Linked DNA regions of Zea mays: region 1 is linked to region 2. The links are chromatin contacts, called in public Hi-C maps. All regions are on one chromosome and are shown on one strand. The core of a region is the stretch at or near the end of the contact, and the rest is flanking DNA. Distances in the headings are between cores, read along the strand shown.

The links. A called contact is a pair of places that touch in the nucleus more often than the background predicts.
Region 1: a Hi-C map of ear shows a contact between it and region 2, with 1.8 times the contacts expected there. The contact joins the promoter of LOC100216926 here to the promoter of LOC109941581 in region 2. A contact is called at or near these places in 2 of 25 Hi-C or Micro-C datasets (bundle sheath and ear).

What each region holds. Positions count from the first base shown.
Region 1 is chr8:105,289,741-105,296,384 of Zm-B73-REFERENCE-NAM-5.0, forward strand. LOC100216926 (zinc ion binding) reads right to left here and starts at 3,819. Exons shown (of 17, transcript NM_001354474.1): 1 at 3,387-3,819; 2 at 2,621-2,700; 3 at 1,918-2,111; 4 at 46-940. The coding sequence starts at 3,598.
Region 2 is chr8:104,572,027-104,578,261 of Zm-B73-REFERENCE-NAM-5.0, forward strand. LOC109941581 (protein trichome berefringence-like 7) reads right to left here and starts at 3,214. Exons shown (of 3, transcript XM_020542693.2): 1 at 1,899-3,214. The coding sequence starts at 2,764. It overlaps LOC100382837, which reads right to left. Exons shown (of 10, transcript NM_001175534.1): 9 at 5,497-5,743; 10 at 4,821-5,323. The coding sequence ends at 5,075.

The DNA of each region.
Region 1 (6,644 bases), core at 2,569-5,068, 720 kb after region 2:
GAATGGCGTTAGCTCACAATTGGAGTGCTAAAAGTTAAGCATTACCTGTTACTAGTCCAAGCTGATACAACTTTCTATGTTGGTGCACCTTTTTATGCATGTAGAAACTATAATCGTTGAGATCAATCTTTATTCTCACAAAACAGCCAATAACTTTGCTGCCAAATGTATCCGGCTCCCTTAGTAGATCCACAACCAAAGATTTCTTCAAGTAGATTAAATCAATGTTATGGCGAACAAGAGCAGCAAAACATCTCTTGTTTATTTCTGGAGTACACTTTGGAGTACTGGAACTGTAGTTCCCAATACGAGCTTTCTTTCTCACAAATGTTTCATTGTTATCATCAGAGTTAGCAAAAGTTTCATCCTCTGATGTCATATTCACAGCAATATGCTTACCTAACAAGCTATATATCCTGTTGTACCTCACTTTTGATCTCCTAAACAAAATCTTGAGCTTGTCATCACATATGACAAGTTTTTTCTTATCTCTTGCTAAGAGACCTTTTTGTTGAATGTACACCTTCACAACTTCAGTAGCACCATGTTGATCTAGGGAATTCAATGTATCTTTGCCTATAGAGGAAAGGAACTCCATGAGCTCTTTTGAACCCCAGCCCACATAGCCATTCTTCATTGGCCTATCTTCCCTCAGGAAGAATTTCATTGTATTCGATGTTCCATTAAATTTGGTTGTGGAAGATGGCTTGTTGTCATCGTCGTCATCACTATTGCCCACAAAATCATCATCTGAACTGTGTTCTTCATCATGAACCTTTTCTAAATCTAGATCTTGTTTGCAGTTTAGTTTTTCTTTCAGAAAAGCATATGCTTTTTCAAGCTTATCCAGAGTCATGCTCTCCTTGCCTTTAACTATCTCCTCCCAATACTCCTTGAATAAAAATTCATAAGTTGCCCTGTCATTGAAATCAACCCTCTCCTATAAAACACAGTACAAAAGGGGAGTGAGAAAACATAGATTCAACTGAAGTCAATGGAAGAGACTCAGGCTGACTTGACTCAAATAGATTGTTCACAAAGTTTAAGTCTTAATCTACCCTAGGTTAATTATACAAAGAAATTTGTTCTACAATATAACTATCTATCATGCAAGCAACTACACTGTAAGAGACACGCATGTTACACAACACTGGTAGAGACCAGCTGCAACATTAAGCGAATAATTACTCGATCTGCGGGGGTTAAGACAACCCTTGGTATTGAATTAAGAAGAAGACCTTCTCACACAGCTCCAGAAAACCTCTGAACCCCTATCCCACCCATACACAGCGGCTCCATAGACCATGAGAACGACCACGACCAAGGCCAGGCCTTAGACCTATGCTTTGTCGTGTGACAAAGGAGGGGATTTTTTTAACCCCAACCTGAAATTAGCTCCAACGGGGAGTCAGACTCATGAACTAAGGAGTGCTACTAAGACCACCTAACCAACTCAGATAGAGGCCCTTTTGCAAACTAATAATTACTAGTGGCTCAAAAGGAATAAGTGATCTTGATTCTCAAGACGATATGAACAAACAAAATACCACAACCAACAATTATTAGTAGTGCATAAGCTTATAAGATATGTTAAAGCATAACGATAGATTAACTAGAGAGGTGAAGTATCAGTAAATGTTTAGGGAAACATTAAATTACATTAGGTTAATTTCCACCCAAAAAAACTACAAAACAGCAATACAGAACCAAATAACACAGACGACTATATTGAAGAAATATGCTGTTAAACAGCAATTGTAGGGCATTTCCAAAGCTGAAACCCAGTATACACTATTATCAGCTAGTTACAGATGACGAAAGGGAGAAGACAAACAATAGTAAAACAGGAGCAATTGATGGCATGAGAGACAGTAGAGAAAACTAATAATTTTGCACGCAGATCCTGCAGGTAGTTACCCCATCGGAGTCAACATCAACATTCTTCTCAATCATGATTGCCATCCTTAAACAGTTGGTGCAGAATCCCTTTGTCTTCCTCAAGACTGGGACGAATTCTGCTTGTTTCACGCAATTTTGACAAAAGGCTTGCCACGGACAGCAAAAGCAATAATAACGTGAACGCCCTTTACAAATAAAGCAAGTATGCCATTCTGCAAAGTATAGTTTAGTCAAAATCACGATAATTAATAATATACTGCGGAATATAACAAAATATGAAAATTTAATCCACAAAACTCAACCAAATTCAAGTTACAAACTTACAACTGAGGTAGCTTTCCCAGTTATAAGCATTAGGTATTTAGGTTTGATCATGTGCCCAATTAAGAAATTAACTCATTTATGCATTTACCCAATTAGCTGACCACCTGGAAAATTGAAAGATTTCTATTTTCCAAAACTCTGATTTCCCAATATTGAGCTGCATATTGCAGTCCCTTATATAGGAATATAGGATACCCAGAGTAAGAAGTAGAAGAAAAAATAAGAAAGACCGAACAATGTTTAAGCCTATGGAACTTTATCAAAAAGGAAGGTAATGACACTATGAGATATGCCAACTTTCAGTAAGCCATTATGTTCCCTGGCGCAGAAGCATGCATTTTCACAACTACAATGGACACTCATAGGAAGTTTAAACAAAGAATAATGAAATGCTTACCACAGATGAATTCTTCATCTGAATTGAGGAAGCCGCTATCTTTCCCCACGCAAGCAGGATGGTAAGCTTTCTGGCAGCCCCTGAGAAAAAAAGTTTTGAAAATCTCAGGAACACGAATATGTACTACAGCAAATCAGCAATGAAACAAAGTGATTTGACTCCATAGAGATGAACAATTGATAATGCCTTGACACCAAAGGGATAAGGCAATATCTATTGTCTACTGCAATGTTAAACCAGCAACCTTTTGCTAATGACAACCCCACCGCTTGCTATTTATAAGGGAAAACAGGGTAACAGAAATGGTGACTGGATATTTGAATGATGAGCAAATGACAACACACGCCCATGAAAAAGCAAATGCTGGCACTGACAAAATTTTCAGTTTCAACCTAGAGCTGCAGCTCTAACAATGAATACAAGGAATCAAGGATCAACGGCAATAGAGGCATCCGGTCTTATAGTGGTACCAACAGGAGCGTCGCTGGTCAAAGTTTGCAGAGCACAAAAAAAAACTACCTGTTTGGAAAGCGGGATTTTTTTCCTGTTGCTTTCCCCATGTGAAATTGAACCGCTTCCAGTTCCAGTAAAATTGCTGCATTCCACACGGTCCCTAAACCTGCTCTAGCAATGCCACAGCGCTCACCATCACACAGAAATCCTCCCGACTTGTAGATTACCAAAACCCAAAGCATGCTGCTCATGCGGGATCATGAGATGAGACGAGGGAAGTACTGGGGCCCGTCGGAGGGGTAGGGGGGCGAACCTGAAATCGCAGACGCGGAGGTCACCGCCGTCCTTGCAGACGAAGCAATAGTCCTCCCCCTCCAGCGCCGCCACCTCCTCCTCCTCCCCCACCAGCGGTTCCATTTCCTCTTCCTCCTGTTCCTCCTCCTCGGCCCGCCGCGGGCGCTTGCTCCCGTGTCCACCCCCGCCGGCGCCAGACGCACGGCTGCGCCTCCTCGCCCCTTTCCCCATAACCGCCGACCCAATCAACCCCCGCCGGCCGGTGACCCCGGACCCGGCGAGGCAATCAACGGGAGAGGAATCGAGGGGAACCGAATCCGACGCAAAGATGCCGCAGTAAATGCAATGCGAGAAAAGGACTAGAGGAGCCGAGAGCCGGGTTGGGGATTATTCGTGCAGACTGCAGAGGGGTTTATAAACTCCGTGTGCCGAACTAGCGATGCGGGCGAGGGACCGCCGACGGGGCGTGTAGGTGGATTCCGAAGAGGGGCTTCGTTCCAGGCGGCGGTGTGCAGCACTGCAGCCTGCAGTGGACCTGTGTGTGAGTGTGAATCGTGGCAGGTGTCAGACTGTCAGTAGAGCGTCGACAGCACTGACTGCACTGTCGCCTCAAAAGAGAGTTCAAGCTTGACCCCACCATAGCTGGGGAAATTTTGATTTTTCAAGAAAAAAATAAGAGTATTTATTTATTTATTTTATATCGAATACTAAATAATTTTATAAAAAATATGAATATTTAGAATAGCTATGAAAAGAATAATCCAATCTATAATAACATAATAAAAAGGGCTTTTATTATTTTACCACTTATCCAAAGAAGCATATATAAGGGATATACTAATGGATTGTTGGGTAGATCTCCACAACAACAACAAAAAATCTGAATCTAAGATTCATTATGGATCAACTGCACCATAGTTCTAAGATCTATTAAGAATATATACCAGGGTACCTAAAGACACTTCAACTCACAAGACCCTAATAGGTGGGTTGGAGCACTTTCGTATGTTATCTAGGGACTCAACCCACATGTAAGCATGTTCGCTTGCTTTAATTCGTACTGGTTTCTACTGCTTCTGCAGTACTTTTGTCTCTATGGATTGTAGTTGCAGTAGTCCAAACAGTCGGCTTTAATCCGAAGCGAATAGCCCTATTAGACTGGATCGGAAAAATGAAGTTGGAAGATAGATCAATAAATAAGGTCAATATCCATATAATATGGTAGAGCTTGGTTCATAAGTGAAACCCGCATGTAAAGTGGAGCTAAGAGACATGGTGTCGTGGTTTCGGGAACCGGGGGACAATAAGATTTGTGTTCGGCATGGGGTGCTAGCACAGACTCACTTCGAAAGGTGAATCACTTGGACTCAATGAAAAATTTGAGACACAGCGTTATACTGGTTCGGGCTCGCACCCTATTCCAGTTTAGTGTTGATCGTAGTATTGCTTGAAGCATGTTACAACAAGTGTGCTTGTGTATGAAGAAGGAGGGGTCCTGCCCTTTTAGATCTCAAGGGTAGGACCTTACAGGGGAGACTTGTTTCCTACTAGAGAGAAAGATCGGCTCTTCCGGTTGTCGTGGTGGGTCCTCCGTAGGGTCGAGGGCAGTCGTACTCCCAGTATGGCATCGTCGGTCGTCCATTACTCTGGCTCCTATAGTGAGTCCATCGCTGACGCCTTTGTAGCGGTACGCGGCGGGTCCTACGGATCAGGCTCATGGTACGGTCGTGCGTAGCACAGTTTCGCCTGTCGTCATAGGCATGCGTCACCTATTGGCGTATACATGCACCCGATATGGTATATATGCCGTGTCCTTTTCGATATGCGGGTCACTGTAGAGACTCCAACGCTGAGGCCCGGACATGGTTTGGTGATGACGTGTGTTATCACGCTGACGTGGGTCTAGAGCATTGGGTCGACCCTTCCCTTATGCCGATTAGATTGACACAAGACCTAGTCGTTTGCCCTGCCTCATGGGGTTGCTTGGTATAAAGTTGGTCGTTCGCTCCGCCTCGTGAGTTACTCAGACGAGACTCGGTTGTTCGCTCCGTATCGCAGGGTTGCTGAAAGGGAAATATGCCCAATAGCATGGTATGAATGCCTTAGACATTTTCTTATTTCTAATGCTTTCAATGTCTGGAAAGTTGATCCTACTCTTTTCACTAAGACTTGTAGTGGTGATTTGTTTATATGCCAAATATATGTCATTGACATAATATTTGGTTCTACTGATCAAAAGTCATGTGAGGAGTTTAGCAGGGTGATGGTGCAGAAGTTCGAGATGTCCATGATGGGAGAGTTGAATTACTTCCTCAGATTTCAAGTGAAACAACACAAGGAAGGGACATTCATCTCCCAAACAAAGTACACACAATATATCCTAAAGAAGTTTGGGATGAAGGATGCAAAGCTTGCTAAGACGCTAATGGGAACTGACAGGCATCTGGACCTTAACACAGGTGGTAAGTCCGTAGATCAAAAGGTATACCGGTCTATGATAGGACCCTTGCTTTATCTCTGTGCAAGTAGATCGGGTATTATGCTTTTTGTTTGTATATGTGCTAGATTTCAATCCGGCCCCAAGAAATGTCACCTTGTGGCTGTGAAGCGTATTCTTCGATATTTAGTTCACACGCCTTACATCAGGCTCCGGTATCCTAAGGGGTCTACCTTTGACTTGATTGGATATTTAGACTCCAACTATGTCGGGTGCAAGGTTGATAGGAAGAGCACTTCAGGGACTTGCCCGTTTCTAGGAAGGTCCCTAGTGTCTTGGAGCTCAAAGAAACAAACATGTGTTGCCCTATCCACCGCCGAGGCCGAGTATGTTGTCGTAGGTTAGTGTTGTGCACAACTACATTGGATGAGTGAAAGTCGCCTAGAGGGGGGTGGATAGGCGGAAACTGAAATTTACAACTTTAAACACACTACAAGCTGGGGTTAGCGTTAGAATAAAATCCGAGTCCGAGAGAAAGAGAGGAAAACAAATCTACGAAGAATATGAAGCGGATGACATGGTGATTTGTTTTACCGAGGTTTGGTTCCAAAGAACCTAGTCCCCATTGAGGTGGTCACAAAGACCGGGTCTCTTTCAACCCTTTCCCTCTTTCAAACGGTCACTTAGACCGAGTGAGCTTTCTTCCTTGATTTCCCGGGTCACTTAGACCCCGTAAGGACCACCACACAATCGGTGTTTCTTGCTTCGCTTACAAGGCTTTGAGAGTAAGAATGAGAGAAAGAAGAAAGCCAACCAAGTAACAAGAGCAACAAAGAATAC
Region 2 (6,235 bases), core at 1,964-4,463:
ATCAGCAAGGGCGCACTATTTAGCGCCACCATATTCCGCTACCGGCCGCCACGAGGGCGCCTCCGCTGGTTATTGTTGCGACCTATTCCAGGTGCCCGTCCATGTGCTCCTCTTTCGTCCAGATGGCGTCCATGGGATCCAGGTGGCTGCACACGTGCAAGTCCAATGCGCGGAGGGTGTCCGTCTTATCTTATAGGGTCAAAAAAATTCAGATTCAGAATAATAAGATAAGCCGATATGTAAAAGGCTTGTCTTCTAGGTGTCTGATTTTGGGTCAAGTAGACTCGGTCTTTGAGCATCCTTCATGCTACAGCTCGAGGACGAGTTGCTTGTCTAGGAGGGGTGTAGTGTCAGGGCCTAAGGAGGCTCACGGAGGGGCTGCGGCAGCAGCAGCCATGGGCCCTCCAAAGGGATTAGATAAGGATAGTTAGAAATAAGATTAGAAGATTAGTTGAGATTATCTATGAGATTAGTTGAGATTATCTAGGAAGGTTATCAGTTAGTAGTTGTTAGTTGTTGAGAGTTTTTAGGAGAGTTTTAAGGAGATAAGGATCTCTAGCTAGATAGGGCCGGACAGCAGGCCTATTTATGTAACCAATGGATGATAAATAAAGTAGGCAAGAATTAGAAGGGAGAAACCCTCCTCTTACTCGGCCGTGGGCAGAGCCCCCCGGCCGACGTTCCTGCCCATCGATACCCCTCTCCAATCCCTCACCGATCTAGCGACCATAACAATATCAGTATATCATCTAATATGGATGACAATTATATCAAGGTATGTGGATCACAACAATCTTTTAAGAATCTAATTAACATCTTTAGATGTTTTTTCATGAGATTCAAATGCCTGACAACCATAGGAATCTTTCAGAGTTTGATTTTTTTTTTATAAAACTTACCCCCAATGAGATGGCTCATATGTGCGAAAGAAGACATGTGTTCGGTTTAAATCAACTCTTTTTAGTACCCATGAGGCCCAGGTCTTCAGTGCCATCCTAAAACCAGCATTGCTGGATGTACCTAATTTAAGAGAACGTCCTGCCAGAAAATAGCAACCCCTGTTGAGAAGACCAGGTAAAAAGAAAAAATATTAAAATTGTGTTTCAGTTACATTTGTACTTGCACACCACTTAGAGCAGAGAACATGAAGATAAAAAGGTCCATGTCAAAAGTAACACAATGATGCTATGTTAAAATCTGAAGATGGTAAAAATGATATGAACACAGTATTCCCTGGAAATAAACGGAAAAATGCTGAATGGAAAGCACATATCGAACATCGGGCAGATGAAACCGCCAAGTTGGTAATTTTAACATTGACATTTCAAGAATGTCATCATGTAAGACCGTACCAATTGGTAGATGTCATCAAAAGCAAATATGATTCAATCATATGATCTTACCAGGTACTAAGAAAAAAGATGGTATAGAAAAAGATATGCAAGGAACTCGCATTTTCCCCTCGATTTGTGGCCCCCCAGGCCCCCACCCTGACCCCGAGTTTTTGCTACATTATTGGAACCTATGTGAAATAGAGAGATGCATCATTCCCCAATATCCAAGATGTATCAAACTCTACTTCTAACTAGAATATGAGCTAGGATTCTATTTATAAAATAAGGTAGGGTATTAAAAATACTGAGCAGCAGCCAAAGCATCGAAGTGAACACAACACAAATATTCCTTCAGTCTTTTTCTGAAAAAAAAAGAAGAAATGCATCACTGCCTATTCAACCATGAACGTAGAGTATTCAATCCTAAGAAAATGTAAATGATTCACCCGAAAAAGAAAAGGAAAAGAAATGTGAACGGCAAAGCAGGAATTGGCAATACGGAAACAACTACACATTTTCAAGTTAGAGCTAAAAGGCACAGTAAATCAATGCAAGGCACCTTACCTATCAAACAATTTGGTCGGCGTCCACCAATGCCCAGTATTGAAAATCAGTACGTCCGAATTCACCCATTTCCGGCTGAAACTATCCATCCTGTCCAGCCTCAACGTGGATTTGACCCTCTTGGGGGCATGCCGTGGGGCAGGATGCTCCTGCACGAGGAACACGGACCGGAAGAATTCGACGGTGAGGCCGTGCGACGCGAACCGGACCGCCAGGTGTCGTATCGTCTTGGTGATCTCGTTTCCGTTCACCTCGAAGACCGTCCTGGGGTCATCCACGCCGGCCATGAGCATGCAGATGAAGGACTCCCACTGTGTGCGGCTCATGGAGTCCCCCACGAACACCACCCGCTTCCCGCGCAGCCGCTCCAGCGCGGTGCGGGCCGCAAACTGCGGCACTTCACACCGCCGCGGCTTCCACCGCCACTTGAGGTACCCAGTGTCGTTCCGCCCGTTGGCGAGGCAGTCGAACCCGCGCTCCGCGAACGGGCACTCGGAGCTGTTGTATAGCGGGTGGCGGCCGGTGTCGTCGGGTACCCATGCGCCGTCGAACACATCGCACGCCTCGCCGCCGAGGCCCAGGACGGAGCCCCCGACGAAGCCCGCGGCGGCGAAGGCGCGACCTCCCCGGCCGACGTAGCGGAGCACGTAGAGGTAGAGCGCGCAGGCGAGCACGAGCGCCGCGGAGGCCAGGAGGAACGCGCGGGCCGCGCGCTCCAGCGTCGGCGCGCCCGAGGGCGCCCACCGCCACCTGCGCCGTAGCGCCGCAAAAGCGGTCGCGGCAGAAGAAGAAGAGACGCGCGGGCTCCCGGGCCCGCCAACGCCGCCCCGCAGAGCTACGCGCGACGGGCCGCCCGGGCTCACCATCACGCCACAGCCGCCGCCTCCACCAGATCTCCCATCCCGCGGCTCCCCGCGCTCACCAAATCAGCAGCAGTACGGAGCGAATGCCGCCTGCTCCAAGTGGCCCCGCTGAGAGTAGCCGGCACTAGAATCCCCGAACGAGAGACAGGCTTGGCGCGTGGTCGTTCTGCTTCCGACCTCCGAGGCTCCGGCCCGTGAGCTCGCGTGACGGCGTAGCTGCTCCTGCTGGAGCTGGAGGCGCGGCGAGGGGGAGGCGGTTGTGGTAGTGGAGCAGCTGGATCGTCTGGTTCAGTTTCACTTTGGCGCAGGCGTTGCGGTCACTGCCTCACTCTGGCATGTGGGATCTCAAGTCGTAAAGAGCCCCATGTGGGATCTCAAGTCGTAAAGAGCCCACATGGCGAGGAGCACGTTGGAGCGGGCCGACAGGCAATGGCTTCTGGAATTTGCCTTGTTTGATCCGTGCAGACTTTGCGCTACGGGAAGAATAGCTCAGGTCACCTACCTGATCACAGCATTGCAGCTAACTTTCCACCCTTTGCTTCTCTGTACAGACTGTACTGCTGAAGATATTGTAAGTAATCAAGTACCAGTACGTACATAAACCTAGAGACGAAAGGCCCACACAGTAACGTGAATACTGAATAGGTAGTTTATGAAAATGAGAGTCAAAGTTTGCAAGTGATTGAGGGTCTAATTATTTACTCTGACAGTGACACTGCAGCATTTGTATATTGATGGGTAGAGCAATGTGAACAGCTGGCTCCTGGCTGCCTGATTAGTTCCCCAAAATTAATGGGCGAACAATAATCGGGCTGATGGTTCTCCATGAGAATTTTTGTAATACTAAGATGGCAACGGGTACAAACCCGCTGGGTTTTGCCGTCCCAAACCCGTACCCGTAAAAAATATCTATGCCCATTAAAAAACCCATACCCATGACGGGTTTGAGATTTTGCCCAAACCCGTACCCATCGGGTTTGCGGGTACCCATGGGTTACCCGCGGGTTTCATCTCTAATATACTTGTTCTTCTCATAATCAATAAGTATCGTAATGATAAATGATATCATGATCCAAAATGTATGTAATGAACAACGAGTTCATGATTTGGTATAAAAATTATTAGTAGAGAAAATGAAATACAAATAATAAGTTGTATAATTAAGTGACCTTGCACTAAGTTATCCATCCACCACATATATAACGCTAGTAAAAACTATAATAGCAAGCAAGCAACACTCTCACCGACTACTGATACATTCACCAATTGATAAAAATTATGAAGTAAATAAGGAATTACAAGTTTGTTGTTCGTTTATAAAATAAAATGACAATATGCACTAGGTTTGGTCGGGTTTAAAAAACCCACGGGTTCACGGGTTTGGGTACTATAGGAACAAACCCGTACCCATAAACCCGCTGGGTATAGATTTATGCCCATTAACAAACCCATGGGTATGAAAATTGACCCAAACCCGTACCCTAATGGGGTAAAAACCCATCGGGTTTCGGGTTTCGGGTACCCATTGCCATCTCTAGGGGTGATCTTATCGAAGATGCAGCTGTTCATATGTTTCAGGATGGTCCAAAACATAAGGATGATTAAGGAATTAAGCCCCTTTTGATCTATACCTTTACCTGCTCGCTTGCTCTTCTCCACCATTCCATAGCCATCCCCTCACTTGGCTAGGGAGCAATTCCTTTGAGGTTAACTTGTCTAAGCAATCTAAACCAAAACTCTCATACAAAAGCACAGCCAACAAATAAATGATCTTTTGACTCAGATTCTTGATCACAGAGTTGACATAGTTTCATCTCCGTGAAACTAATTTCATCCCCATAAAACACGTTCCTTATAAATGTTGTGTCATATCATCTAAAATCTTATATGACATATTATTAAATGTGCATAAAACCACCATAAAAGCATCACTGAAAATAATCTTATCATAGCATCTCCAGCAGACCATATAAAGGAGCGTATAAAACTTAATTTTAATTTTGCACTGTAAACTGCAATATTTATACAGTACAGTAGAACAAAAGCAGGCGTGAGATTTAAGAGAAACCCAAGCGGATACTAAAATAATAATAGTAACAGATGATCTCACATCAACAAACAGCTGCTGCAGCGAACAATGTGATTGTGCATTTGTTGCTATAGTTCCTACATTTCTACATGTAATATCGCGAACAAAAATAGCTCATGTCAATAGTCTACAGACCGAGGCATAGGCCACCACGGTTGTCGGTCGCAAAAATGGCGGGCGTCATGATCCGAAGTCAAGCGATGCAGCATTCCGGGTGTGCAAATTCACTTCTTGGAGGGGAGCTTCCTCCTTTTGGCAGGCCGCTCGCGCTTCTGCTCTTTCTTCCGCTTTTTAAGAGACACCTGATGTGACCTTCCAACCAGCGACGGCTGCTCCTTTAGCCCGAAGCTCCTCGCTACATGGCCCAGGTGGAGCTTCTTCACCATGAAAATTTTCTTCAGTTCACCTCGGTGAGCAGTGTAGGCACGAACCCAGGAACAGAAGGCATCTCTGGCAAGCTTCTTCGTTGCGTCCTGGATGAGAACGTCAGAATATGTTAATCGATATCCATTGCTTAAAGCCTAGTCTACGATATTTCATAACAAATAATCAGCACAAGCGTTTCACGTGTGCAAGTTCTCGATCACTGAAAGGTGAAACGTGTTATCTAAGTCACACTGGAAGGAAAAGGTAGAATGTGCATTACCTCAGCTGCAACGAAACCCTCGAGTGACCTCTGCAGAGACATTATGCAGGGATGCATGTCTAAGGATATTTGCTTCCTTTTGTGAGGTTTCTGTCCATTTACAGGAAAACTATCCAAAACCCTTTGCAAGGGATATTCTGTCAGTGATACACCGTGTAACTCCAGATCTTTCAAGTAGTCGAGTTCAATAGGTTGCATAAAGAGGAGAGCCTCCCCCTTCTCACCAATTCTTGCAGTTCTTCCAACCCTAGTTAGTGAAGTGGACAAGGCAATTAAATCAGAACTAGCAATAGCAAAGTAAAGTGTGAATTATTGTTCTTGTCTATATATTGGGGGTTTAGACTATCTCCGGCAGCTTACTCATACTCATACCCATATTCAAACTATACTCTACAAACAGTGCAATATACAGTGCAAAACAATGTTTTGGGTGGCCATATGGATACAATGTACATCAGTTCACCATATGGTGACCAAAAACACTGTCTTACACCATTTTACATTGTATGTTGCACTGTTTGTATAGTGTAGTTTGAATATGGATATGAGTAAGCTGCTGGAGATGGTCTTAGAGCATCTCCAATAGTGACTTATCTCAGTGCCCCCAAATTAAATTATAGAGCTCAAGCAACAAAAAAAACTGCTCCATCAGTACCCTATTTTACAAAAAATTATCAAAAAAATATAGGTCATCTCCTAAAGTGCCATAAATATAATGCACCTTATCTAGATCTAACCT